Regions from separate parts of the Mus musculus genome. Here all the other regions are linked to region 3. The links are chromatin contacts, called in public Hi-C and promoter capture Hi-C maps. All regions are on one chromosome and are shown on one strand. Each heading gives the region's core, a stretch centred on a gene start, on an enhancer-like site or on the middle of the called end of the contact. The rest is flanking DNA. Distances are from core to core; before and after follow the strand shown. Region 1 holds the start of Zfp184 (zinc finger protein 184 (Kruppel-like)). Region 2 holds the start of Pom121l2 (POM121 membrane glycoprotein-like 2 (rat)). Region 3 holds the start of Zkscan3 (zinc finger with KRAB and SCAN domains 3).

Region 1 (3,604 bases), core at 994-3,493, 540 kb after region 3:
ATTATTAAAATAACAGTTTATTTTGCTGCTGGATTTTAAAACCAGGACTAAGCAAAAACTACCACTGAACCACCTGTTCCTCTACTTCTAAAAGCTCTTTTTATATTTTTGGTACAAATACTTTAATAGGCAAGTGTTTTTTTGTACCTGGTCTTTGCTACTTTGCTACTTGTGGACTCTTCTTTTTCCCACCCTTTATTCCCTTGGTTTCATCCCCTATCACTGGATAGGAGAGAAAGAAGGAAAGAGAGGGGGGGGGAAGGGGAAGGGAGAAGGAGAGGGGGAGGGGGAGAGGGAGAGATCTGAATCTATTTTTTTTCTTATTTCTTCTTGAGCATGACTAACAAACTACAACCAATCTGAATGACCACCAACCACCAACCCCACCTCTCAGTGCCCTAGCGTTTGAAAGGTTCCTAAAATCCCAAACGTCACATAGTTGCAGAAACAATCTGCAGCTGGCAAAACCATGCCTCTGCTAGAGCATGAGGTAAATCATAATCAACTGCTTTGGACAGTCTGAAGCAGCCTCGTAATCCCACACCTGGGATTAAAACTAGAACACATTCTTATATTTCTTAAAAAAAAAAAAAAAAAAAAAAACAAAAAAACAACCAAAATTCCAAAATTGTCATTACAGTTTTCAAATATCTCCCAGTCTGGATTTTTCAGTGTAGTAAACAGACATGTGGTTGACTGTCCTAACCATGAGAATATATGAAAGATGACTGTAGCTGTTTCCCATGCACCTCACTTCCATCTGAGTCATCACTAGAATCTAATGTCTATATAGCATCCATTTTTTAAAGGCATTTGAGACTTTTTAAAAAATAATTTATTTATTATATGTAAGTACATTGTAGCTGTCTTTAGACACCAGAAAAGGGCCTCATATGTTACTACAGATGGTTGTGAGCCACCATGTGGTTGCTGGGATTTGAACTCAGGACCTCCTGAAAAGCTGTTAGTGCTCTTACCCGCTGAGCTATCTCACCATCCCCAGCATCCATCTTTTAAGAATAATTTAGTTTAAATGCTATAACTCAGTAATTCTTCTAGCTTCTACTCATAATCAAATTTCAAAGTCACTTTCATGTGTCCAGGCATTTATTTCAACAGAGCCCCATTCCCAGAACCAAAACCTGTGAGGTGCTCCTAGCCAGCAAACAGAAAAGCTAGTGTTAGAAGTCTGGTCCTAAGCATGCAGTCTTCTATAAATTCTAGTTCCAAGGGCTCCTACATCCTTTTCTGGACACCAAAGCATGTCCCTTCACATATGCCCACAAACAGACACATAAAATCAATTAAAAAAAAAAAACTAAACATGATTGCTGTTTGCATTCTCTTTTTTATCGAATGTCTTGTTGCAACCATTTCTCTAAATATCATCCCCTTTCCTTAAAGTTTTCATGTGTAGCATTATCATTTCCAGGTCTGGTGCTCTCAGCTAAGGAGGGGAGCCACTTTAGCCCTTCTGTCAAATAACTGGGGAGGAACAGAAGCCCTTAGATGAGTGGGCCACATCTTTGAAACATAAAAACCTATTTGTTGCAATCTTCTGTGTTCGTCTAGAGCACTAATGGATATGCTTTAAGTGCTAGGCAAGGAAACGTGCAGTATGTAAAATACTGTACCATCACCTTCTCCCGGCTTCTTTAGTATTTAAAAAAAAAATGAGAGTCGTTTTTCGAAGACATGAAAACGAAAAAATATTTTCAAAACGACAAATACCATATAAATGAGAATGCAGACCAACCAGGTAATAAAAGTAGGGTTGAACGATGAAATGTACGCTTGCATTTTGAAATTCTCTGTGAGGGGAGGTCAGATCCTTAGGAGGTGGAGAAGGTGGATCAGGATTTCAAGGCCAGCCACATGTATATAGCAAGTTCGAGACCAGCCTGAGGGGCATGGTACTGCCCCCAACATCTCCGCCCAAAACCCTGAGGGTGTGTGAATATTGGTTACAAACGCTATATATGGCCACCTCTGCTCACAATCCAAATCACTGGACACAAACGGTAGGCAGGTTCAACCTCCCGAGCCACCAGGAGGGACTGCAGCATTTGTGGAAACCTGGGAAAAGTAATTCAGAAACACTGCGCGTTGCATTCTGGGAATTGTGGTCCTTTGTGTTCCCCGGTGAGGCGCTCCTGTGTGTTGCGGGGAGGGGGAAACCAAGGGAAAGGGTCTACGCGACCGGAAGTGACCGCTAAGCCGACTGTGGGCGTGGAAAGGGGTGGGCGTTTGGCTCGTCCCACGGCGTAAACTCACAGCCTGAGTTTTGATGACCATCCCAGGTCATCTGGATCCAGGATCCTTGGAGTGCGTCACAAGACTGGAGTCCAGGTATCACCATGGCAACCACCAGCGCCTTGGGTGTGTGACGTCACCTTGCGGGCTCGCGTAGTGCGGCATGCGCGGGAGGAAGCCGGGGAGTCAGGGAAGGGGGCGCGCCTCCCCTCGGCGTTGCCGGGGACCGCGGGTTCCCCAAGGCTTTGTTCCTTTGTTCTGGGCCGGGCCAGCAAAATGCGGAGCAGCCCGCCTTTCTGGTGTGCCCCGCAACAGGTGTGTCTGGCCGCCTGGGAAAGTGGGAGATCGCAGACCCTGTGGAGGGCGGGTGGCCAAGACTAGGTGGGCGCCCAGAGTCTCTACTGCAGCGAGGCAGAGCTGTTCGCTCCCTATTCACTTTTTGTTTCTTGTAGCAATCCAAACTTCCCCTGTGCACGTCCGATCTTGGACAGGACCTCTTGGCTACTCTGTACGAGTCTGAGGTGCGACTGTAAGACGCGTGCTGCAGAGTGTATCCTGTGCCTGGTAGGCCAGTCTCGTAGAGCATAAGACACCTACTCTGGAAGGAGAGCGGGACATCCAAGTCCCAAACTGAAGCTGCCCAGGTATCCACGTGTCCAAGTTCTAGCGGAAGACGTAGAGCTCCTGGGATGGCAGGTAATGGCAATGGCCAGGGCAGAGAGGACTGGTGTATGGCGAACTGAGAGGTGGGAGGAAGAAGTAATGTGGCCAGGGGTAAAGAAACCTAATTACATCATCGAAAGAGGCTTGAAAGAATTAATTCTGAGTTCTGGACATCAGAATTTGAAAAGGAACAACAGTTCAGAATATCTGATCCTCTTGACATTTCTCTTTTATTACATTTCCGAATAGAAAACTTTAGTCAGAAAAAAAAAGGTGTTTTAACTTATTGCAAAGATTAGTTTTGAAATATCTTGCAGAAAGCAATTTTTTCAAGCTTGTTCTGGTGCAAGTGTGTGTGTGGACTTAAACTCACCATTTGGGTGCAAATGTTTCCTTGTTTTTTAGTTCCTTTTACTAACAGTGCCTAGTCCTGTAACCTGTGTGTAGATCTTAAAAGCACCAGATACTGTCAGTAATTTTACAATGATGCCGTTACCTGTGAATTCAGCTGTTAGAACTCCTAAGTTCCCTGTCAAGCAGCCTAAGTCTCATTTCCTATGATAGGTCCATATAAGATCGCTAGACTTCTTTGAGTAGTCTTTTCCTAGTTAGCATATTTCTTACATTGCAATGCCTAAAACTAAACAGTTCTTTAAATGTCCTTTTAAAAATACCTAAGAGTATGATC
Region 2 (3,615 bases), core at 354-2,853, 580 kb after region 3:
AGCCTTACCTGGATGGAGGTCTCTGAAAGGGAACTGTTGGCTTGGCCATGGGGTTTTGTTTGTTTGTTTGTTTGTTTTTGTTTTTGCCCCTGCCTTTGCTGGAAATAGACTCAGCATTAAGATAGTACACAGACTTCTAAACTGGCTCTCATGACTTCAACTCTTTCCTGGCCATTGTTGTTCAGTTTGGTTCTTTTAAGACAGGTCGATAAAAAATCCCAATAGTCAATTTTTACTACTTAAAAAATAACAACAATTGGGCAATGGTGCACACCTTTTATCCCAGCACTCAGAAGGCAGAGGTAGGTAGGTCTCTGTGAGTTCAAGGCCAGCCTGGTCAACATAGAGTGAGTTCTAGGACATCCAGGGCTACATAGAGAAACTCTGTCTCAAAAACAAAACAAAACAAAACAACCAAAAACCAAAACCAAAACCAAACCAAACCAACCAAACAAAAACAAAACAAAAGATAACAACAATAGCACACAAATCATTATACTGTTACCTTTCTGTCCTCTCCTTTATTCTTCCTTCTGCCCCAGTCTTAAGCAACCAGCAATCATTCCTGTGGATTTGCAAACTCTGTTTTGTTACATGTGTGGTGAACTCCCACAATTGAATGATTTTCTCAGCATACATTGTAAACGTATGTCCCATTCAGTCATCCTCACTCAAATTTTAGTTCACCTCCTTCCCCAGTTTCTCTATGCAACCACCTCCTGGGGACACTTAATAGCTGGATACAGCCCTATTTATTCCTACCCTCCTTACATGCTAGGGGCATCTCAGTGTGAACTTCTAGAACTGTTTCACATTTGTAGATAGATGCTCTATTGTTGAGACATAGAAGTTTCTACTTTCTATATTTCCTGAATGTCTTACAGTAGCTCTGTGTATGTGTGGGGTACTTTCGTGTGCTCATGGAGAGTCTCTCCACCTTACTTAAAATTTTAAAAATTACATTTCGTGTATACAGTGTGTATGTATACACAGTATGTATGTATATACAGTGTGTATGTATACACACACACACACACACACACACACACACACACACACACGCTATTGCTATATTGTGTATTTGGAGCTCAGCGGACAGCTTATGGGAGTTAGCTCACTCCTTCCACCAAGTGCATGCTCAGACTTGGCCATCTTGCTTGTCAATACTGTTTTGAGAAAGTGCTTGGTTAGCTACTTGTTTTGTTTTGGGTGAAATGTAAGATTCTAGCTCATGGCCAGGCAGAGTTCTTTGATACTTTGGTCCACTGGCCAGCATAGGGGTGTAGAGTGAAACTTTCTGTATCCCCCTAAGAAGTCAGTTTTACCTTCAACTTCTATCAACTTGTTTAACACACTAATTCTGCAAGTGAATAGAGGTTTGGTCGGGAAGAGGAGCTCCAAGTGTCTTCTAAATAGACCCTTTCCCGCCAGGGTGCAAGGTTACAAATCCTGACTTTATCCCCTGAAGGTATGATGCTGGGTTTGGCCATGAGGAGGCTCTGATAGAACTCACAGACATTACCTCAGCTGGCTGCTGCCTTTCCCATTGACAAGTCACAATGCCCTATAGCCTGCCTAAACAGTTCCATCTTCCTCTGGTCCTGTGCCCTCTCGAGCACACCCACTCGTTCCCTCGTACGTTCACTCGTACGATGAAGGGATTCAAATCACCCAGAGTCGCTTCCAGCTCAGAGTTTGGGGAACTGGGACGCGCACCAATGCGCATCCAGGTCCAAGGCCGGGTCCTGCCTGGATGCTAGACACCGAGCCCCCATGAGCTCTGCCAGTGTGGTGCTCAGACCGCAGATCCCAGAGCGGGCTGACGTGGTTGCCGTGGCCCGCGTGTCGCCAGCTCCCCAGTTCCCTCGCGCTTTTCTGGCGCTCGTGGCCCAACCGTCACTCGAGCAGCGGATGCTTGGATTCGGCCGCCTCCGCCGAGGTTGAAACGGGGCTAGAAGTCACCGCCCGTCCGCGCCTCTCAGCATGGGCAGCTACCTGGGCAAAGCGGGGTCCTCGCCGCGGTCCCCAGCACAGGGGCGCGCAGACTCAGGGGAGAAGCCTGCGAGCCGCCGACCCGCTAGGCCCCTCTACCAGGTCCACCGGGTGCAGCATGTCCACCGCGCCCAGCCCGCTCGGAGACACAGGCCGGCCCGGAGGCCGCCCAACTGGGATCCCGCCAACCCTACCGCTTTCGTCAGTGAGGCCTGGAGGCGCTTCCCCATGAAGAGGCCACAGAACCCCATCATGGGCTCTCTTCCTTCAGACTGGTGGGAAAGTTACCTGAAGCGTAATATTTGGTCCCTTCGTCACCCTCGGGCCACATGGAGTCCGGTGACAGTCAAGATCTCGCCTCCTGAGCGGAGACCACGGCCCTTGTTCCCGGTCTCAAGAGTGGTGAACTCCGCGGGACCTTCAGAGGAGCCACCAGGGCCCTGTGGAAAGGACCCGGTGCTGAGGGCCCTCCTCCAGTGCAGGAAGGGCAGAGCCAGGTGGGAAGAGCCACTGTTCCCGGACACCTCCGACAGCCAAAGGCATTCGGCCTCCGTATGGTCCGCCTTTAAGCCCCTGTTGAAAAGTGGGGCCACTGTTTCGTTTGTGGCCAGGCCTGGGTCTCTGAAAAGGAGACCCCATGTCCAGAGCTCAGATGATAAATGTAAGAGATCCGGTTGCTTCTCTGGGGCCCTTGTGGCCAGCATACATACCCAAGGCCCCCCCAGCACAAAAAGAAATGCTATTACCAGTTCTTACAGTTCTTCTAGAGAGCTCTCAGGATCTTGGAAGAGACATTTTCTCAGGACATTAGTCCAGACTCCAGAATGGCCATTGAAAAAAGCAGGAGAGAGTCCTAATTCTCACCTCTCAGTCACACCCAGCAGCTCTGGACAGCTAAATGGAGAGATTCCTCTACTGCAGTCTGGCCCTAGGGACCTGCTAACTATACCTTGCCAGCAAGGTCCTGTTGTCACTGAAGAGGACCCAACATTAGAGGGGCAAGCTGTGCCGAGCAACCAAACCACAGAAGCTACAACCGGGACAGCCGGAGACTCCATTCCAGAGATGAGGGCTGGAATTCAGCCTACCTTGTCTCTCAGTCGGTCGTCTTCTGAGAGAGTTCTTAGCACCCACGTGAACCCTCAGCTGGAAAGCTTGAAGAATATGCCTGCCCCACTCGGGTGCTCACAGTTAGAGCACATCCAAGGCATCTCTTCAGACTCAAATCCCTCAATTGCTTCCACCCAGGCGTCTCCAAGCTCTCCCACAACACCAGTCACTGATTCCACCTGGCTATCTTCAATCCCTCGGGCTCACAGGTCTGCTGTGCCCCCACACTCATCTGTCATTAACCCCACAGCACCCACCACACAAAGCACTTTGGTTGGGGTGGTGAGTAACCCAATTCTCCATCTTCCTGCATCTGTACTTCCCGTGGAGACGTCTTCTCACTTAGCATTAAGACCTATTTGGGGGCCTGTTCACAGTACTGAGGTTAGAACTGCCTCATACTCCAGAATTTCTGTCATGGCTGAGGCCTCTTCAAGCTCTTCTCCCTCTACAACTCCAGGTATCTTAAGGCCCACCTTCAAGCCTATCTTTGGCAGTATAGAACCGCTTCAA
Region 3 (3,874 bases), core at 17-2,516:
TGTATACCCTCAGGAGGTTAAAGATCCAATTCCTTAAGAAAAAGAAGGAAGATGAAAGGACTTTCAAAGACCACAAGAGGCATCAACTCAATGACCATGGCAAACTGTGTATGGTCAATATTAGCTTTAAAAACCTGCAAAAAGAACAAAGGGTGTTAGTGGGAACTCAGGATCAGATCGACTTATCTCTAATCTATCGCCAATCTACCTATCATCACTTCTAACTATCAGCCGTCCGTGTGGTTCTCACACTGGAGAGGAATCTCGCTGAGGGTCAGAAAGCTGGCAGGTCGGCAGCAATGTCTGCTTACAACAGGGTCCTAATCCTTCGCGGTTAGACGCTCCTCCTGTTTCTCAAGCTCCTCCTCCCACCAAAAAAAAAAAAAAAAAAAAAAAAAGGCATCCCCAGGATTTTAAACCTCTGTGAGCCTGACCATTACAAGACACTACACAAACCACTTTTACTCTTTGCTGTGGGATAGGCTCTTTTCCAGAATGTTCTATTTTCCCTCCTAAAATACAGAAATCATTCATTATAAAGAGAACTGATAAATAGTACTAACATTCAAAAGACAACAGCCAGTACCAAGGCTGATCGATGAAGAGAAAGTGCTGTCCTAGTTAGGAAAAGCAACAGGAATAATAACAGCTATCTTTACACTGTGCAGATTACCCCGTGCCTGGTACTATTTTAAGCACCTTTGCACAAATGAAGCCATTTATTCCTCACAACAATCCAGTAAGTTAGGCGACATCATTATCCCCTAAAATAGCAAAACACAGAAAGGTTAAGGGACTGGGGGGAGAAGTCACAAAGGAGCTGAGGCCAGATTCGACCAAGCAACCCGATTCCAAAGTTCTGGCTCTCTTCCAGTACCCCAGAATAAAGACCTTGGAACTGACCTTGTCTCCAGGAAAAGCAAAACTGTGACGTCTCCCATTTTCAAAGCTTAAGTACAAGACCCGAGAATCCCATCGCCAAACGCCCTGAGACTGACCAGACACCCGGAACCGGCCTGAGGCGAGGCGCCCGAGGCCCTGTCGGGCGCTCGGCCCAAGTGGCCACCGAGTTTATCTTCTCGGCGCCACTAGGCCGCGGAGGAAGATGTTTTGTCCCACCCCCAACCCCCACAAGCAGCCGACCCCTGCGGGAGGACGGTAACAGGACGGGACCCAAACCCACCCGCGAACGCAGCACCTCGTAGCACCCCGCAGTCACAAAAGTGTCGAAAGTCCGACCCCGGGGGGCGGGGCACAGAGCACTTCCGGCTTCTCTAGGCACCAGCGACACTCTATGATCCCCCCCTTCTCCCTCCTCTTAGTGGTTGCTTCGTAAAAAGACTTTTAAAAAGAAATTCTTTTAGCTGAAGTAGCAATGCAACATTTTCTCTCCTCCCTTTACTTCCTCCAGTTTTTTCCGTCCTCTTGGTTGCCTCGTAAAAAGACTTTTAAAAAGAAAAAAATTTTAACTGAAGTAGAATTACATCACTTTCCTTCCTCCCCCTAGTCTTTTCTCCTACCCTCTCACTCTCAAGCTGATAGCCTCTTTTCTTTGTTATTGCTACATTCATGTGTGTTTGTGTATATGTATATATGTTGTATATATGTATGTGCATGAACAAGTATATATCTATATCTATACAGATATAGAGATATCTGTATCTATATATGTACATATTCCACTGGCTAAGTTTTTGTTTTTATATGTTATTTGTGTGCATATGATTTCAAGGTTTCAAGACTGCATTGGACAGCTAATAAGAGGGCTCATCTTAGGGAGAGACTAATTCTCCATTTCCCAGCAGTCAATAGTTGCCAGTAGTTCTTTGGTTTGGGGTGGCACCCTGTGAAATTTTACCCCCTTCCATTGATATTGATATTGTCTATTGATACTGCAATTGTTTCAGTCTTGTGTATGCAGCCATTTCTTGGAGGCTGTTTCACAGCTGACATCCTAGATTTCTTACAATTTTTTTTTTGCCTCCTCTTCCTCCATGTCCTCTGAGCCATAGATGCAGGAGACATGATGTGGATGTATCTGTTGGGGTTGGGACCACCATGATCTGTCAGTCTTTGTTCTGTATCCAATTGGGTTTTTAGTGATGGTCTCTATTCTTTATAAAGAAAAGCATCTTGGATCACAGGTGGTAGCTACATTATCCAGGAAAGATGACTCTAGCACCAAGAGACTTTCAAAATTTGTTTTTTCCAAGGACAACTAAGGGAAGATAGCAAAAGAATGAGCTCCTATATAGCCTTCCTGAAATCTCTGTGATGTCAAGAAAAAGGAAAATTATATGTTCTCTATCGTCATAAAGAAGCCCTAGGGAAATGCATAAGAAAATGTTTGTTTAGAAACTGCATGAAAAGGGAAAATAAAAGTGAGAGGAAATTAAACTATTAATTATAAATATATAACAGTATTTTTGTTTTTGTTTTTGTTTTTGTTTTCCGAGACAGGGTTTCTCTGTGTAGCTCTGGATGTCCTGGAACTCACTCTGTACACCAGGCTGGCCTCAAACTCAGAAATCTGCCTGCCTCTGCTTCCAGAGTGCTGGGATTAAAGTCATGCGCCACCACGCCCGGCAACATATAACAGTTTTCAGGACCATTCTGAATGCCCTTTATAGAAAAAGCCAAGATAATTTAATCTTCAACTTATAATTAGCAAATTTAGCAAAGCTACTAAAATTTCAAAATTGATATTGATAGTTACATTTTTATAACAAACACAAATAAGAAAACATCACCTTAAAAGATAATCATTACAGTAGCAAGAAAATATAAAAGAGACCTCAACAGAAACAGAAAGGCTTTATTTATTAAGGATAGATAGTTGAAAGCCAGAGAAATTGGCTCATTCCTATGATCCCAGCATGTGGGAAGCTGAGGAGGAAGAGCCACTTCAAGTTACAGCTCCAAGTTCCAGGCCAGCTTGGAGTTCTGGATTACAGGGTGAGAGCCATCCTCACAAAACAAAACAGCCCCACTCATGGTCATGCAAGTAAACACAATTAAACCCAGTGGTTCACACACACAAAGAGACATCATGTTGTGGTGATCCCAGCCACAGAATTATTCTCATTGCTACTTCATAGCTGTAACTTAGATGTTATGAATCATAATATAAATATGTGATATGTAGTATATCTGATATGTGAACTTGGTGAAAGAGGTCCCAAAGAGGTCATGACCCACAGGTTGAAAGCACTACTATAGACAGCATTGCTTCTATTTTTGTGTCATAAGTACGCGTGGTCTTATTTATCTATATGAAATCTAGGAACTACAAATGAAAGCATGCAATATTTGTCTTTCTGAATGTGAATTCATTTGCTTAGTACGATTATCACCAATTATATTCATCTCCTATAACTTTTGATATAACTTTTTCTTTACAGCTGAAAAATTCTATCTATCTATCTATCTATCTATCTATCACATTTTAAACCTATTTCTCTGTTGAATGGATGGCTAGTTTAGTCTAAGAACTTAGCTATTGTGAATAGTGATGTAATAAACATTGATATGTAATTATCACTGTGTTATGTTTACCTGGAGTCATTTGGATAATGTTCAGCAGTGGTATAACTGGATCATATGGTCCAGTTAATAAAGATTTTCTCTCATTCTAGGCTGTCTTTCTCCTCAATTATTTCCTTTGCTATACAGACACATTTTAATTTCTTCCTTTCCTCCTTTAAAAAAAAAAAGATTACACACACACACACACACACACACACACCACCACCACCACCACCACCACCACCACCACTGTCCTCAGACGAACCAGAAGAGGGCATCAGATCCTATTACACCATGTGATTGCAGAGACTTGAACTCAGGACCTCTGGAAAAGCAGTCAGTGTTCTTA

What was found. A called contact is a pair of places that touch in the nucleus more often than the background predicts. Capture Hi-C pulls out chosen DNA fragments and counts their contacts.
Region 1: a Hi-C map of uterus shows a contact between it and region 3. The contact joins the promoter of Zfp184 here to the promoter of Zkscan3 in region 3. A contact is called at or near these places in 4 of 39 promoter capture datasets (the C10 cell line, cranial neural crest, liver and 1 more), 1 of 484 Hi-C or Micro-C datasets (uterus) and 2 of 9 other capture datasets (adipose tissue and liver).
Region 2: a promoter capture Hi-C map of adipose tissue shows a contact between it and region 3, with 2.6 times the contacts expected there. The contact joins the promoter of Pom121l2 here to the promoter of Zkscan3 in region 3. A contact is called at or near these places in 2 of 39 promoter capture datasets (liver and pre-B cells), 1 of 115 datasets of contacts at active chromatin or transcription factors (memory CD8 T cells) and 3 of 9 other capture datasets (adipose tissue, macrophages and pancreatic islet).

The regions. Positions count from the first base shown.
Region 1 is chr13:21,942,851-21,946,454 of GRCm38.p6, forward strand. Zfp184 (zinc finger protein 184 (Kruppel-like)) reads left to right here and starts at 2,244. Exons shown (of 6, transcript NM_183014.1): 1 at 2,244-2,349; 2 at 2,706-2,949. The coding sequence starts at 2,943.
Region 2 is chr13:21,979,578-21,983,192 of GRCm38.p6, forward strand. Pom121l2 (POM121 membrane glycoprotein-like 2 (rat)) reads left to right here and starts at 1,604. Exons shown (of 1, transcript NM_001162928.1): 1 at 1,604-3,615. The coding sequence starts at 1,984.
Region 3 is chr13:21,401,489-21,405,362 of GRCm38.p6, forward strand. Zkscan3 (zinc finger with KRAB and SCAN domains 3) reads right to left here and starts at 1,267. Exons shown (of 6, transcript NM_001145778.2): 1 at 1,184-1,267.